4 separate regions of the Mus musculus genome follow, and regions 1, 3 and 4 are each linked to region 2. The links are chromatin contacts, called in public HiChIP or PLAC-seq and promoter capture Hi-C maps. All regions are on one chromosome and are shown on one strand. The core of a region is the stretch at or near the end of the contact, and the rest is flanking DNA. Distances in the headings are between cores, read along the strand shown.

Evidence for each region. Promoter capture Hi-C pulls out the DNA fragments that hold promoters and counts their contacts. HiChIP or PLAC-seq counts read pairs in DNA pulled down with a chosen protein or histone mark.
Region 1: a contact with region 2 is called in a FOXA1 HiChIP or PLAC-seq map of pancreatic cancer cells. The contact joins the promoter of Crb3 here to the promoter of Ptprs in region 2. A contact is called at or near these places in 1 of 115 datasets of contacts at active chromatin or transcription factors (pancreatic cancer cells) and 1 of 9 other capture datasets (liver).
Region 3: a promoter capture Hi-C map of pre-B cells shows a contact between it and region 2, with 3 times the contacts expected there. The contact joins the promoter of Yju2 here to the promoter of Ptprs in region 2. A contact is called at or near these places in 2 of 39 promoter capture datasets (cranial neural crest and pre-B cells), 2 of 484 Hi-C or Micro-C datasets (both in embryonic stem cells) and 1 of 115 datasets of contacts at active chromatin or transcription factors (memory CD8 T cells).
Region 4: a FOXA1 HiChIP or PLAC-seq map of pancreatic cancer cells shows a contact between it and region 2. The contact joins the promoter of Dennd1c here to the promoter of Ptprs in region 2.

Annotation. Positions count from the first base shown.
Region 1 is chr17:57,060,956-57,064,244 of GRCm38.p6, reverse strand. Crb3 (crumbs family member 3) reads right to left here and starts at 2,014. Exons shown (of 4, transcript NM_177638.5): 1 at 1,872-2,014; 2 at 1,479-1,650; 3 at 547-608. The coding sequence starts at 1,551.
Region 2 is chr17:56,474,787-56,478,169 of GRCm38.p6, reverse strand. Ptprs (protein tyrosine phosphatase, receptor type, S) reads left to right here and starts at 1,690. Exons shown (of 33, transcript NM_011218.2): 1 at 1,690-1,830. It overlaps Gm32822 (a long non-coding RNA gene), which reads right to left. Exons shown (of 4, transcript XR_385656.4): 1 at 2,818-3,383; 2 at 1-1,954. Gm9258 (a long non-coding RNA gene) reads left to right here and starts at 1,897. Exons shown (of 1, transcript XR_105855.2): 1 at 1,897-2,822.
Region 3 is chr17:55,957,559-55,960,606 of GRCm38.p6, reverse strand. Yju2 (YJU2 splicing factor) reads right to left here and starts at 1,420. Exons shown (of 8, transcript NM_028381.3): 1 at 1,346-1,420. The coding sequence starts at 1,369. It overlaps Gm16712 (predicted gene, 16712), which reads left to right and starts at 1,206. Exons shown (of 3, transcript NR_108021.1): 1 at 1,206-1,473.
Region 4 is chr17:57,076,386-57,079,880 of GRCm38.p6, reverse strand. It overlaps Dennd1c (DENN/MADD domain containing 1C), which reads left to right and starts at 1,383. Exons shown (of 24, transcript NM_153551.2): 1 at 1,383-1,491; 2 at 2,876-2,940; 3 at 3,020-3,063; 4 at 3,185-3,234. The coding sequence starts at 1,475.

The DNA.
Region 1 (3,289 bases), core at 765-3,264, 590 kb before region 2:
TCCAAGATCCAAGGTCATCTGACTACAGAGGAAGTTTGAGGCCAGCCTGAGCTACACTAAACCACTAAACCATGTATGTATGTATGTATGTATGTATGTGTGTGTGTATATATATATATATATATATATATATATATATATATATATAGTTTTTCGAGACAGGGTTTCTCTGTGTAGCCCTGTAGACCAGGCTTGGCCTTGAACTCAGAAATCCACCTGCTTCTGCCTCCCAAGAGCTGGGATTAAAGGCGTGTGCCACCACTGCCCAGGCAATAAAAAAAATAATTTAAAAGTCAGGGCATCTGCCTAGCACATGGCCTTTTATTTTTCTCTGTATAGGCCTGGCTGTCCTGGAACTCACTTTGTAGACCAGGCTGGCCTTGAACTCAAAAATCCGCCTGCCTCTGCCTCCCAAGTGCTGGGATTAAATGCGTGTGCCACCACCGCCCGGCGCACATGGTCTTTTAATAGTAATGTCTCTCCACTTGTCCCATACTACTCTGGTCTCACACACTTGCTCTTCCTTCTTACACCTTCCCAACTCACCAGGCCCCCGTTGGACTCATCACCTGGGGGTTGAGTTGTGCTATTTGTGAAAGGGTCCGGTGCTGTGGAACAGAAAGAGAAAAAAAAAATCCATGCTGGGGTCTTCTTCACTAGTTATCACTTACACACCACTCAGTCAGACCTTGCAAAACGCCTTCCAAAGTCTCCAGCTGGAATTGAGGCAGCAAGTACAGCCAGGCCACCCACTCCACCCTCGGGTGTGATGCTGGTTTCTCTGGCCACCCTCAGCCCAGCAGGTAATAATCTGACCACCCAGAGTCACCATTGTTAGCCTATTAGAATAGATGGCTTCCAGAACCGTGTCCCCCTCCACCATCACTCCGGCCCAGAACCCTTAAGGACCTGGGCGGGGCTCAACCTTTCCCAGGAGTATGTGACTCACAAGGTCCCCCCACCCCCCAGGCTCCCGAAACTGGAACTAGAGACTGAGGGAAGGTCTGGCTGGGTCCACACCTACGGAGGGCCAGCCCTGTCAGCTGGGCTCCCTCCAGGTCCCCCTGACTGCTTAAGACTCTCAACTATGCAGACTCAGGTGCCCAGGCTCTCCCTCCCCTCCTCCACCTCTGGGCTCTGCCCAACAACCCCCAGCTCCTAAATTCCACAAGACTTAAGGACTCAGGAATTCTAGGCTGCGGGTACGGAGCGTTCAGAAAAACGCTGGTTCGAGCCTCAGCAACGTTAAAAGAAAAAAAAAAAAAAACTGGAGAAAAAAAAACTGGAAAAAAAAAAAGTTCGCAGGTCAGCTAAACTAATTTGAAATTCAGCCCTGAAGCTTTCAAACTTGGTCTCCAAACGCATTCCAAGCTCATTCCTCAGACCTGTCGCCCTCTCTGGGTCGCAAATGCCCGGCACTTCTGAGTTCAACCCGGGAACCCTCCTCCCACCCGAGCGCTGCCCCGGACAGTACCTACCTGTTAGGCTCCAGCCGGAGGGCAGCATCGGCAAACCAAACGCCAAGAGCACCCCCAGGCCTGGGGTCGCCATGAGTTTAGGCGACGAGTTGGTGACGCCAAGGACAGGACTTCCCCAAGGCGCCAATTCCTACCGCATCTTGGGTCGAGGAGGGCACCTGCGACCCAGGACCTGGGGACCAGACCGGGGTGGGGGGGAGAGGGCGCAGCATAGGGTGAGGGGCTGGACTCAGGCTCGGGGCCCAGCGACAGGCAACCCAATCTTGGAGTGCGCTCCCCGCCCTCGGCGCCAAGGGTCAGAGATTAAAGATTAACTCCCCGACCGCATTCTTGGGCCAGGAAAAGGGAAGGAGGAGGTGGGGACAGGACAGGCTGCGCGCCCTGCCTCCCTACCTGACTCCAGCGTCTGAGAGGGACTTCGCTCAGGTTCCCAATCCCGGGTTCCCAGCTGGAACCCCGAGTCTCCGTCCTTCACCCGGTCGCTCCAGATCCCACCCGCCCCGCCCGCTCACGTGACCCGGAAAGTTTAGTCACCCACCTGGGCAAAGAGCGCACTTCCGGCTTGTGCACCTGAGCCTGGCTGAGAGGGGCGGGGCGAAGAGGGCGGGGCCGCGCCGCCAGAGCACCTGTAACGGGAACCCCATTGCGACCCGGAGCACCGCAGAGGGCGGAAATGAGCAGGTGTAAGCACAGGGGTGCATACCCCGGCGGGGGGCGTGGCGACACTCCAGAAAGATACACACTTATAAGAGGCGGGCTCCGATGGGAAACACTGAAGAACTCACACCCTGAAGTCAGACCTGGGAATGCTAACCTGTATTCTAAATGTATTCTGGAGGCTGAGGCAGGAGGACCCCAAGTTCAAAGCCAGCCTGAATAAACCCTATTTCAAAAGTAAAAGGGGCTGGGAGCGTGGCTCGGGGCCAGAACCCCTGCCTTAAATGGCCTAGTGAAGGTCGCCTTCCAAGAATGTCTTAGTGATTGGATCGCCCCTTACTCAGCCATGAATTCCTCCTTAGCATGCCTGAGACCCCTGGGTTCCATTTTCATCCCATAACCAAAAAAATCAACCAACCTGTACAGGACTAGTTTTGTAGAAAGATACATGTAGGCTTGTAGTCAGAGTGTAATCAGAACACCTGCTTAGATTAAACCCGTGCGGTATTAAAAAAAAAAAAAAAAAAAAAAAAAACCGGACAAAGATCTGTGCAGAATCTCGCCCAGCTTAACGGAAGGCCTTATGTCCACACTGAAGAACATCCGTATGAGGTCCACCTGCCAGGGAAGTGTCTGTGAGGAAGCATGGATTTGGGGCGTCTGCGCAGAAGTAGTGATGTCCCACGGCACCCACACAGAAACTCTTATGCATGGAAACATCTGGTAGCTGGTAGAGGGAGTGGGTGGGACTTTCACCTGTTCACCACAGATGTATGGGCACAGCTTGGGTGGGGACCGCATGACCTCTGGATGTATCTTTGGGTAAAAGGTGGTCATGCACCGGATATGATGGCACGTGATTGCCGTCCCAGCAACTGGGATTCCGAAGCAGGCGAACTGCTGCACATTCAAGGCCAGCGAGGCTACAGAGACCTTGGCTCAAAAGGACAATAACAACAATAGCCATAGAGCTGCAGCTGGAGTTCTGTGGCTAGTTTATCTAGCACATACAAGGCTATATACAACACCCATTGTAGTGTAGCATACGCCTTAGATCCCAGGTGGAGCTCTGTGAGGTCCAGATCAGCCCGGTCTACATAGTAAATTCCGTGGCTACATAGAGAGACTGTGTCTTTGAACAAGAAAAATAAATA
Region 2 (3,383 bases), core at 441-2,940:
CAGGAAGTGGTTCTGGGAATGGTCGTCTCTGAGCAGCGAAAGGAACATCTCACTAGGCTGAGGACCAGCATGTACCAGGGCCCTGGGGCAGGCCGGAACCTGTGTGGGAGGAGTAGGGGCAAAGGAGGAGCAGGAGTCTGCTGTGACTGAAGCAGAGGTAGCGATGGCCGCCCTAAGTGGCTGAACACATAACCGGCTTTGGGTTGATATATTGTTGCCTGTCTATGCTCTGTCAGCTGCAGGCCGATTGTTCTGTTTTGTTACTTCTGTGTAAATGGCATTTAACACAGCGGGGATCTGAGAGGGGATGAATGGCCACTGGAAGCTTCCAGACTCTCAGACCCGCGGTTTACATGTTCCCCTTCGCTGCTCACGAGGACCCAGGGGGCAGAAGCGGTTACTCAGTTCGGACAAACAAGGCAAGGCCTGGTTCCCTCCCTGATGGATGGCCAGTCTGCTCTGGCATGGCCAGTCCTGCCAGCACCCAGCTCCATAATATATGAGTACACACTGTGTGCAGCCAACAGTGCCATACACCTGCAGGGACTATGCAAGGATGTGGACATCTCCACAGAGTACCCAAACTTCAAGTACCTGCTGTGCATGAGAGAAACTACACTAAGGGCCCCTGAACACTATGCAAACCTCCGGCACCTTCTACGTGCTCCAATCTCGACTAGCACCACGTACGTCAATCAGGGTCACCCCAGTCAGGCAAGAGGACAAAGCCGTCTCTGCTAAACTGGCCGCGGTGCAGGCTCTGGGAAGCCCTGTTCTTAATTTAGGCTCCTTGTCAATTATTCATGGCACTCTTCCCCGTTTATGACCCAGTCCTTCCGCCCGGACTCTTCGGCTCCAGGCTCTTGCTCATGTCTCCAGCTCTGGGCCGGAATGAATGAATTCCAGAGGGGAAAAAAACCCAGACTGTAAAACAAAATCGTTTCGTTATTTGAGGCAGGGTCTCAGGTGCAGTCCACACTCGACTCACACTTGCAGCAATTCTCCTGCTGCTGTCTAAAAGTTTCGCACCCCATGCCTGTGACTACTCTTTTCTTTAAGGTGTTTTTCAGTCTTTTGCTGCATTTCATCTGTTTGGCATGTCTAGTAACTCAGTGGACATGGGTGTGTGCATACATGTGGAGGTCAGCGCCATAGGAGTCAGATTCCTCCTTCCACTATGGGACTTTGGGGATTGAAGTCAGGTTCTCTGGCTTGGGCTGCAAACACCTCTATTTGCCGAGCCATTTTGAGCCCCACCCCCACTTTTAAAAAATTTTTTTTAATGCCCAGCTCATCCTCCTTTTCCCAAGCTGGTCTCGAATTCATTGTTATCCCAGGCTGTTCAAAAACGACGTCCTCCTGCTTCAGCCTCTTCAGCCAGCAAGGCGGGCTTGATGGGAAAGATTTTAGGGAAAGGATATTTTGGCCAAAGAAAGCAGAGTGGGGAGACAGGCAGGAGGCTCAGGTCATCCTCAGTGTAACTTGAGGCCAGCATGGGCTACAACAGAACTTGAGTTTAAAAGGAATCCAGAGGAGACAGGCCGGGCCACGTGTCCCACGTCCCACGTGCTCCCCGGGCCTTCTACAGGCTCCTGAAGCACGTGACCCAGCAGCGCCTCCTCACTGGGCAGGCATCTGCGCGCAGGCGCAGTACTGTACACGGCCAGGCCCCAGGGCCGCGGCGGCGGAAGGGGTGACGTCACCGGCTGGGGGCGCGCGAGCCGCAGTGGGGTTTTGCCCCGCCCGCCAGGCAGCTCGGGCCGCGCGCACACGCGGAGCCGCCGGAGCCCGGGCCGACCCGGTGCCGGGAGCAGCATGCGGAGCCCGCAGGTACCGGGGTGCACGGGGCGCACGGGGGACACAGGGGGCGGGGTGGGCGGCGCCGGCTTTGTGCTTCCAAGCTTCTCCGCCTTTGTGCTCCGAAGGGGGTCCGGGCTGCAGCCGTAATCGGATTCTGCAAGAAGGAGAGGGATGTGGAGGACCTGGAGGGATGGAGCTGGAGAAATGGGGACCGCGAGGGTTGTGGACCCGGAGGGACAGAGACCCACAGAAACGGGAACCGGTAGAGACAGGGTCCAGGAGGGATGAGGACGCGCGCGGGCGACTTGGCCCGTACCCAGGGTCACCGACTGCACCAGCCGGGCGGGGACGCGGTGTGCGGTGCGCGGTGTCAGCGTCTGGAGCTGCAGACCGGGCCAGGCGCCTCAGATCACCTGGGGCTTCGGTTCCACCCTTCTGCGGTCCGGGCGCCCCCAACCCCCGACCTCCCCCAGCTTTGGGATTGGGACTGCTCATCCACCCTCATCCTCGCGATGCGGGGGCCTGTGGGGAACCCCGGGGAGCCAGCCTGCGGCCCTAAGGCCCCCGGTACACCCCAAGAGCCCCCCGACTGGCTGAGGGTGGTGACGTCACCGGGGGCGGGGACTGGGGCGCAGAAGGAAATGGGGTCCGAGAGCAGGTACCCCCGTTGCAATGCGAGCTGGGTCAGGGCCAAGTTCTCTGCTCATCGTGGAGCCTCTTCACCCCCAAACCCCAGCACCACTATGAGCGAGGATCCTTTTGATTGCCACACCCCCCAAATCCCTGTGCGTTACCCCTTTTCCCTGCTCTCAAATCTGCCTCCATATGCCCCCGAAAACCTGCAGCAGGTGTGAGCGCCCATCTTCCCGGTCACCCCTCACCTCGTCTCTCCCTCCAGTAGAACCTCCTAACGGTCACTTCCCCGGGTGTCTCCTGGCCTGGCAGGGGTTCCCTTACGCTCACTTTCCAACCTGAGCAAGGATGTCCCTCCCCCAATAAACCGTCCTTGGTGCTCACATGGAGACCTCTGAGGTGTCCCAAGCCTGGATGGGCACTCGGGGATCCAAAGAGTCTTCTACAGAGCAAGAGGGATCCCGAGGGTGTTAGATTGGTGGACACATCCTGTTCACCCATCTTTCTGCACCTGGATCCTGGGTCCTGGCTTCTGTACCCCCCGGGGGGTGCTGCTGTCTCTATGGTGCAGATAACGGCCGTCTGCTTTGTCTGGGCTAGCCTGGGACCCTCCTACTCGGGCTCTGGCCTCTCTTGCCAGCTGCGACTCCTTCCTTCATTAAAGGCCGGGTAGTGGGAGCTGCCATTTGCATAGACTCCCCTCCCCCCTGCCCGGTCTTTTCTCCTTTCTTTGTGTCCCTCCCCCTGTCAATCTCCAGCTGCCTTCTGTCCCTGCTCCTGCCTTCTGCCAGCTGATTTCTTGGCGGCTGCAGGCGGGCAGCTGGAGCTGGGGGCGGCTTCCCGCCCCGACCAACCTCAGAGTCCCCAGCTCGGAACAGTGGGGGGACACTTAGGTCCCAGATAATGTCTGTGCCTGGCCTCCGGTCCGTCTCCCTGCCCATCGCGCCTGG
Region 3 (3,048 bases), core at 171-2,670, 520 kb after region 2:
TCTATCTGCTCAGGATTCAGCTTGCTGGAGCCTTTCCAGACATGAGCTGTTTGAAGCACAGTCATGAGAAGAGAAGTTGGGACAGGGAGGAGTGCACAAGCTTCCAACACAAATTATATAGTGTGGTGGGTCACTTTCCTACGCTGTGACATGCCTTCTAGGGAAGGTTCTAGAGGCCCAGGGTTTGCAGTAAGGGTGGACCCCTGCTGCCTATCACATGATAAGATTCTAGACACTCATGAGGAAATGGAGGCCCGACATAAATCAGACCTTGTCAATGGTGGCCTAACCTGCACTAGGGTACCACACAGGCTGCAGGGCACCATCCCAGGGCAAAATCTGGCCAGTGAATCTCCTTGGGGAGAACAGGCTCTGGCCTCTCTGTGTGCTTGGGAGGCTGGGGTGAGGCGCACAGGGACAACCACTCTGGGTTACTGGCATGCCAATGTCCAAACCCAGCACCCGGGAATTTGAGACAGGGGGCTGAAGAGAGACAACTCCCCTCTCCCCCAAAAAGAAGCTATGTGGACCACCAACAAGGAGGCTCTGCTTTTGACACCTACTGGCAACCAGGCTCACGAGAGAGGAAGCTTTGCTAATTCAGGCGGTAGACGGGAATGATGGTGTACAACTGTCATACCAGCACTCAGGAGGCTGATGCAGAACTGTGAGTTTACAGTCAGCCTGGGCAGTGCACACAAACGTGCTGCACAGACAGACATGAAGGAAAAACATAAAGTGAAAATAAAACTAATCCTTTAAAAAGTGAATATAGCCCATCTTAGGTGTACAAACTTTTGGTCTGTGAGTTCGAGGCCATTCTGGGCCTTCTGTGTACAGTGAAACCTTAACCCAAAGCAAACATTTAAAAAACAGATCCAGGAAATGGAGAGCAAAATTTTCCAAGAGTGGAGACTGAGTCACCCCAGAAACCCCAACATGATGTAGACATCTCTGCAAAAGGTTTCGGATATTAATTCAACAAAAGCCGGGAAGAACTGAGGTGACCAACAACATCCCCTGATCTGATCTGGGGAAAACCCACAAAGAAGCAGTCCTGCCCCCAATTGGGTAAAGTGACAGAAGCTCCGCTTCCCTGGTGATGATTGGTTACTCACGAAGCTGGGGGGGGGGGGGCGGGGAGAGGGGGAAGCTAACGACCGCCCCCAAAAATGTGATTGGCAAGAGTTTGGAAAGCTCCCGCCCGACTGGAAGACGCGCGTGCGTGTGCGTGCGTGTGCGCGAGAGGGGCTTGCAAAAGGAAATGACCGGAAGGAAGCACGCCTCGCCCGGAGCCCTCGCACACTTCACCCTCTGTAGGAACATTTAGACTCTGAGCACTTACGTTTAAAACTTTCCGTTCCGACATTTTCGCTTCCTGTCCAGCGAACAAGCGAAGAAGCGGTCCTCAGTCTACGGGGAGTTTCTCCGATTCAGCGCCTCAGTGTCGCCACTTCCTAAGCCGGCTCACTGGTTGGTGCCTACCCGCTTCATCGTTCTCATTGGCTGCAATCTTTGTCGATCCGAGTCGGGAGTGCGCTTCCGTTCCCTTCCGGGTGCCGGTAGTTGAAACCCGAAATAAAGGTTCCGGGACATGTGGATCCTGTGTGCGCTTATCTAGCACACTGAAAGGATGGAGAAAGCTGCCTGGGATAATAACATTTTCTCTCCTAACTCTGATCAACAATGCTGTTTGTTTTTTTGAGTCAGAGTCTCACTGTGTGTCCCTGGCTGTCCTGTAACTCACTATGTAGCTCAGGGTGGTCACAAACTAAAGGAGATCCTCCTGCTTGTGAGTTCTGGGACCAAATAATTAAAGGCCACCATGTCCCGTTCTGGTGTTCCTTCTTCTTAAGTTTCTTTATTTCTGCTGCTGGGGATGGAATCCAGGGTCTTTGCATATGCCAGGCAGGCACTCTACCACAGAAAACACCACCCAGCGCTCTAATGCTGGGAGGTAGCCTCTCACTAAGATGCCCAGGCTGGCCTGGAGCAGACTCTGCAGTCCAGCTTGGCCTTAAATTTGAAACAATCTTACTGCAAGCCTGGAATCAGTGACCTGCCTGGTTTTCATTGTGTTTTGTTGGTGGTGGTGGTGGTGTGTGCGTGCGCGCGTGCGTTTCTTCTTTCTTCTCCTTTTTTTTTTTTTTTTTTTTCGAGACAGGGTTTCTCTGTGTGGTCCTGGCTGTTCTGGAACTCACTTTATAGACCAGGCTGGTCTCGAACTCAGAAACCTGCCTGCCTCTGCCTCCCAAGTGCTGGGATTAAAGGCCTGTGCCACCACCACCCGGTGCGTTTCTTCTTTTATGAGAGAGGAACTCACCACGTAATCCAGGCTGACCTTGAAAACTCAGTAGTCCTCCCCTCCCTCTGACTCCCAAGTGCTGGGTTTACAAATAAGAGACACTGTGCCCAACTCTTTTTACTTTTTTCTTTAAAAAATAGTATCTTTGCTGTTGTTTTGTTTTTGTTTTTGAGACAGGGTTTCTCTGTGTAGTGCTGGCTGTCCTGGAACTCAGTCTGTAGACCAGGTTGGCCTCAAACTCAACAAAGATGCGCCTGTGGCTGCCTCTAGTGTTGGGGATTAAAGACATGCACCACCACTGCCAGGCTTAGTATTCGTTTTTTACATTTGTTTATTTATTATTTGTGCCTACAAAATATGACAAGCCCCAGCATTGAGCCCAGCCCCCATTGCTCCTCCTCCTCCTATTCTTTTGGTCTTTTTGAAACAGGATTTCTAGGCTGGTCTTTAGCTTGCCACCATCCTCCATCCCTACCCCCACCCTCGATATCCTCATTTCAACAAGGCTGGGCTTTGTCCTATTTTCCTCTTAGCTGAGGAAACAGGTGCTAGGGGTGTGTCTCCAACATTCTCCTACAGGTAGCTCCTGTGCCATGTCCTTTTGCAGGGCCTTGCACCTTGCTCCATCCTCTCCCTTTCTCCCACTTTCATGCCCCCCTTCATGCACTGTACCATGTGGAATTCCTTTTTGAAGCTAGCACCATTCTGTGTCCCCCCAGGCTCCTGACCCTCGAGCCACATTA
Region 4 (3,495 bases), core at 134-2,633, 600 kb before region 2:
GGGGCCACAGTCTGTACTTTGGAAAGATGGACCTGAAGGTCACTGGATCTCCCCCATCCCGTCCCCCCCCCCTTTCCAGTGTGGCCACACTGAATCACTGAATGCATCTTCTGCATTTTGTTTGGTTTGGGTTTTGGTGTTTTTGAGACAGGATCTCCCTATGTAGAGAGTTCCAGGTTGTCCTGGGACTCACCGTGTAGCCCAAGCTGGCCCTAAACTCACAGAGCTCTGCCTGCCTCTGCCTCCTGAGAGCTAGGATTAAAGGTGTAGCTGATTGGCTTCTCAAGGATGGGTAGCCACGCTTAAGACTTCTTTTTTTTTTTTAATTTTTTTCAGTATAATATTGATTTTATTTCTAATTGTGTGAATGGGTATCTAGAAGCCAGAGGCTTCAGATCCACTGGAGCTGAAGTTGTGAACCACCCATGTGGTGTTTCACTTACATCCTGTGTGTCTTAATTAGGGTCTCCATTGCTGAGAAGAAACACCATGGCCAAGGCAACTCTTATAAAGGACAACATTTAATTAGGGCTGGCTTACAGGATCAGAGGTTCAGTCCATTATCATCAAGGTGGGAGCATGGCAGCATCCAGGCAGACATGGTTCAGGAGAAGGAGCCAAGAGTTCTACATCTTGATCCGAAGACAGTCAGGAGAAGACTGTCTTTTTTCAGGCAGCTAGGAGAAAGGTCTCAAAGCCCACACCCTCAGTGACACAGCTCCAGGAGTTCAACAAGGCCACACCTACTCCAATAAGACCACACCTCCTAATAGTGCCATTCTCTGGGCCAAGCATATTCAAGCCACCACACTGTACAATAGCAGTACATGCACTTAACTATGGAACTATGTCTCCAATCCCTGAAGCTAACTTCTTGGGGTACAGATGGAACCCTAAATTTGGTAATACCCGGGCCTGTCTGCCTGTCTTCAGTCAATTCTGTGACCTCTCTCAGTGTGCGTGTGGGGGAGTGTCTGTGTGTGCCCATGTGCTCACCTTACCTGGGTTCTGAGCCTCTCCTGCATTTCCATCAGGATTCCTGTGTGACTCCAGCGATCAACCTCTGTCAGCCTCTTTTGCTCTTCAGTGCAGCTGCCCCTTGTAAATGAAACCAAGAAGCAACACAGGGAAATGATGGGGGTGATCTTCACAGGCTTTCAATACCCAGGGGACTCAGAAAGAAAGGGCCTGGGTGTGGCCATGGGGACCATAAGGGTGAAGCTAGACTTCCCAACCTGGCCCTGTTTCCCATAGACCCTGTCCCCACCTAGGCTGTGAAGCCAGGACGCCTGAGTTCCTCACAGAGGGTGGGGGCGGGGGCCTCCTTTGGCTGGGACGTCACCCTGTTAAACTTCCTCTCTCAGCCACACAGGAAACTGAGCAGATCAGGGGCCCAGCCCCAAGCAAACACAGGCTCCCCCAGCCCCAGAAGCACTAGGGGAAAGGGCCCAGCTGGGCCAGCCCTGCAGAGACCATGGGATCCACAGAGACGTAAGAGCTGTCTTCCCTCCATCCTGTGCAGCGAGATTGCCAGACCTGAGCCGGGGTGGGGTTGGGGGAGGGCAAAAAACAAAAAAACTGGGGCTACAGCAGGGGAGGGCCCAGGAAGCACAGCTACCCACTGACCAGAGGGGCTTCTAGGGACCTGATCAGGCCATTCTCTTCAATTTTCCTGGCTCTAGATCTGTGTAATGAAACCAGGGACTTTAGGAGTATGACGCTCCAGTAAGGGTGGGGTTTTTAGGAAGGTGATTTCCAGGAGGGGATAGTCAGTGGTAAGGTGTGAAGGGTATGGTGGGAAACTGTCTGTCAACCTTAGTGGGGGACTCATGGGTGTCTGTGTCCGTACAACAATGAGATGCTTCAGGTGCTCATGTCAGGGTGGTGTGTGTAACCAGATGGGATATGGTATCAGCAAGACAGACACTTCCCTTGGTTTCTGAAAGCTAAGGCCTCAGCATCTTCTGCTAGATGCAGTAGACAGCAGGGAAGAGCAGGCTGTGGGGCTTGCAGTTCAGTGCCAAGACACCTTGCTCTTCTTTCTCTGCTGAGTGTGGGCCGCACAAAAATCTCCCAGAGACACAAGGACAAGCCATAAATATGCTCAAAGGCACAGGGAAAGAAGAGATAGGACTCACATGATACACACCTGAGACTCTGCCGTTCTACCCCACAGATTCAAGAGACAGGCACCAGAAAGAATCATAAGTATGTTCTTTTTATCCAAGTGCTTGTTACAGGCAGACACACTGTCACAGGCATGCCTTTATCTCTGACTCCTCTTGCTACCTTTTCTCTGTCTCTGTCTCTGTCTCTGTTTCTCTCTCTTCCTCCCTCCCTAACTCTCTGTCTCTCTGTTTCTGTGTCTCTCTGTGTCTGTGTCTCTCTGTGTCTCTCTGTGTCTCTGTGTCTCTCTGTGTCTCTGTGTCTCTCTGTGTCTCTGTCTCTGTCTCTCTCTGTCTCTCTCTGTCTCTCTCTGTCTCTCTCTGTCTCTCTCTCTCTCTCTCTCTCTCTCTTGGTCTGTCTGTCTCCCCCTGCCTTCTCTCTCCTCTCTGTCTCTAGCCCTCTCTTTAGAAACAGGGTCTCAGTATGTAGTTCTGACTAGCCTGGAACTCCTATGTAGATCAAGCAAGCCTTGAACTCACAGAGATCTACCTGCCTTTGCCTGGGGGTTAAGGGTACAGCCACCATGGCTTTCTCTCTTTTTCCTTCTCTTCTCTGACCCCGTACTTCAGCAGCATTCACACCTGGCTCCACCCCTCAGGGGGCCCACACCAACACACCTAGTTACACACGAGACAGGGAACAGGAAAACAGAAGCACACAGATACAGACTCAGAACACACACAAGCTAAAGCCCCCTCACGGTCCACAGAAGGCATCCCCCTGCCATGTTTGACTGGTTCTTTGAAGCTGGCTGCCCCAACTCCCTGGAAGAGGGTAAGTTAGGAGACCTGGGGCTGGAGAGATGGGAGGGAGGGTGTGAGGCCGCAAGCTCAGCAGCTGGCCCTCCCTACAGATCCCCCCATCCTGCGGCAGTTCCCTCCAGACTTCCAGGAGCAGGTAGGTATTCCGAAGGCATCCCAGGGCTGGTCCAGCAGAGGGAGGGGGCCATGGGCCTTGAACCCTGAACTGAGGGGCAAGGCCAAGAGGACTGGTGTACTGATGCTTCCTCCCTCTCTAGGAAGCCATGCAGATGGTGCCCAGGTTCTGTTTCCCCTTCGACATAGAAAGGTATGGAGGGGGCAGAGAGGTGGGCACACACACTCTTTGGGACCCAAAGCAGGACCTTAACAACTGAAGAATTATAGGCACAGGGGCACAGGGACCCAAAGACCCAAGAACTGAAGGGCAAAGGAAGCTAGGTGACCCCTCCACGAGGACTCAGAGTTTATGAGTGTGAGTGTGAGTGTGTGTGTTCATGGGTGAGCAGCTGCACGTGGCGGCCAGAGGCAGACCTCAAGTGTCATTTTCCAGAAACCATCCACCTTTTTC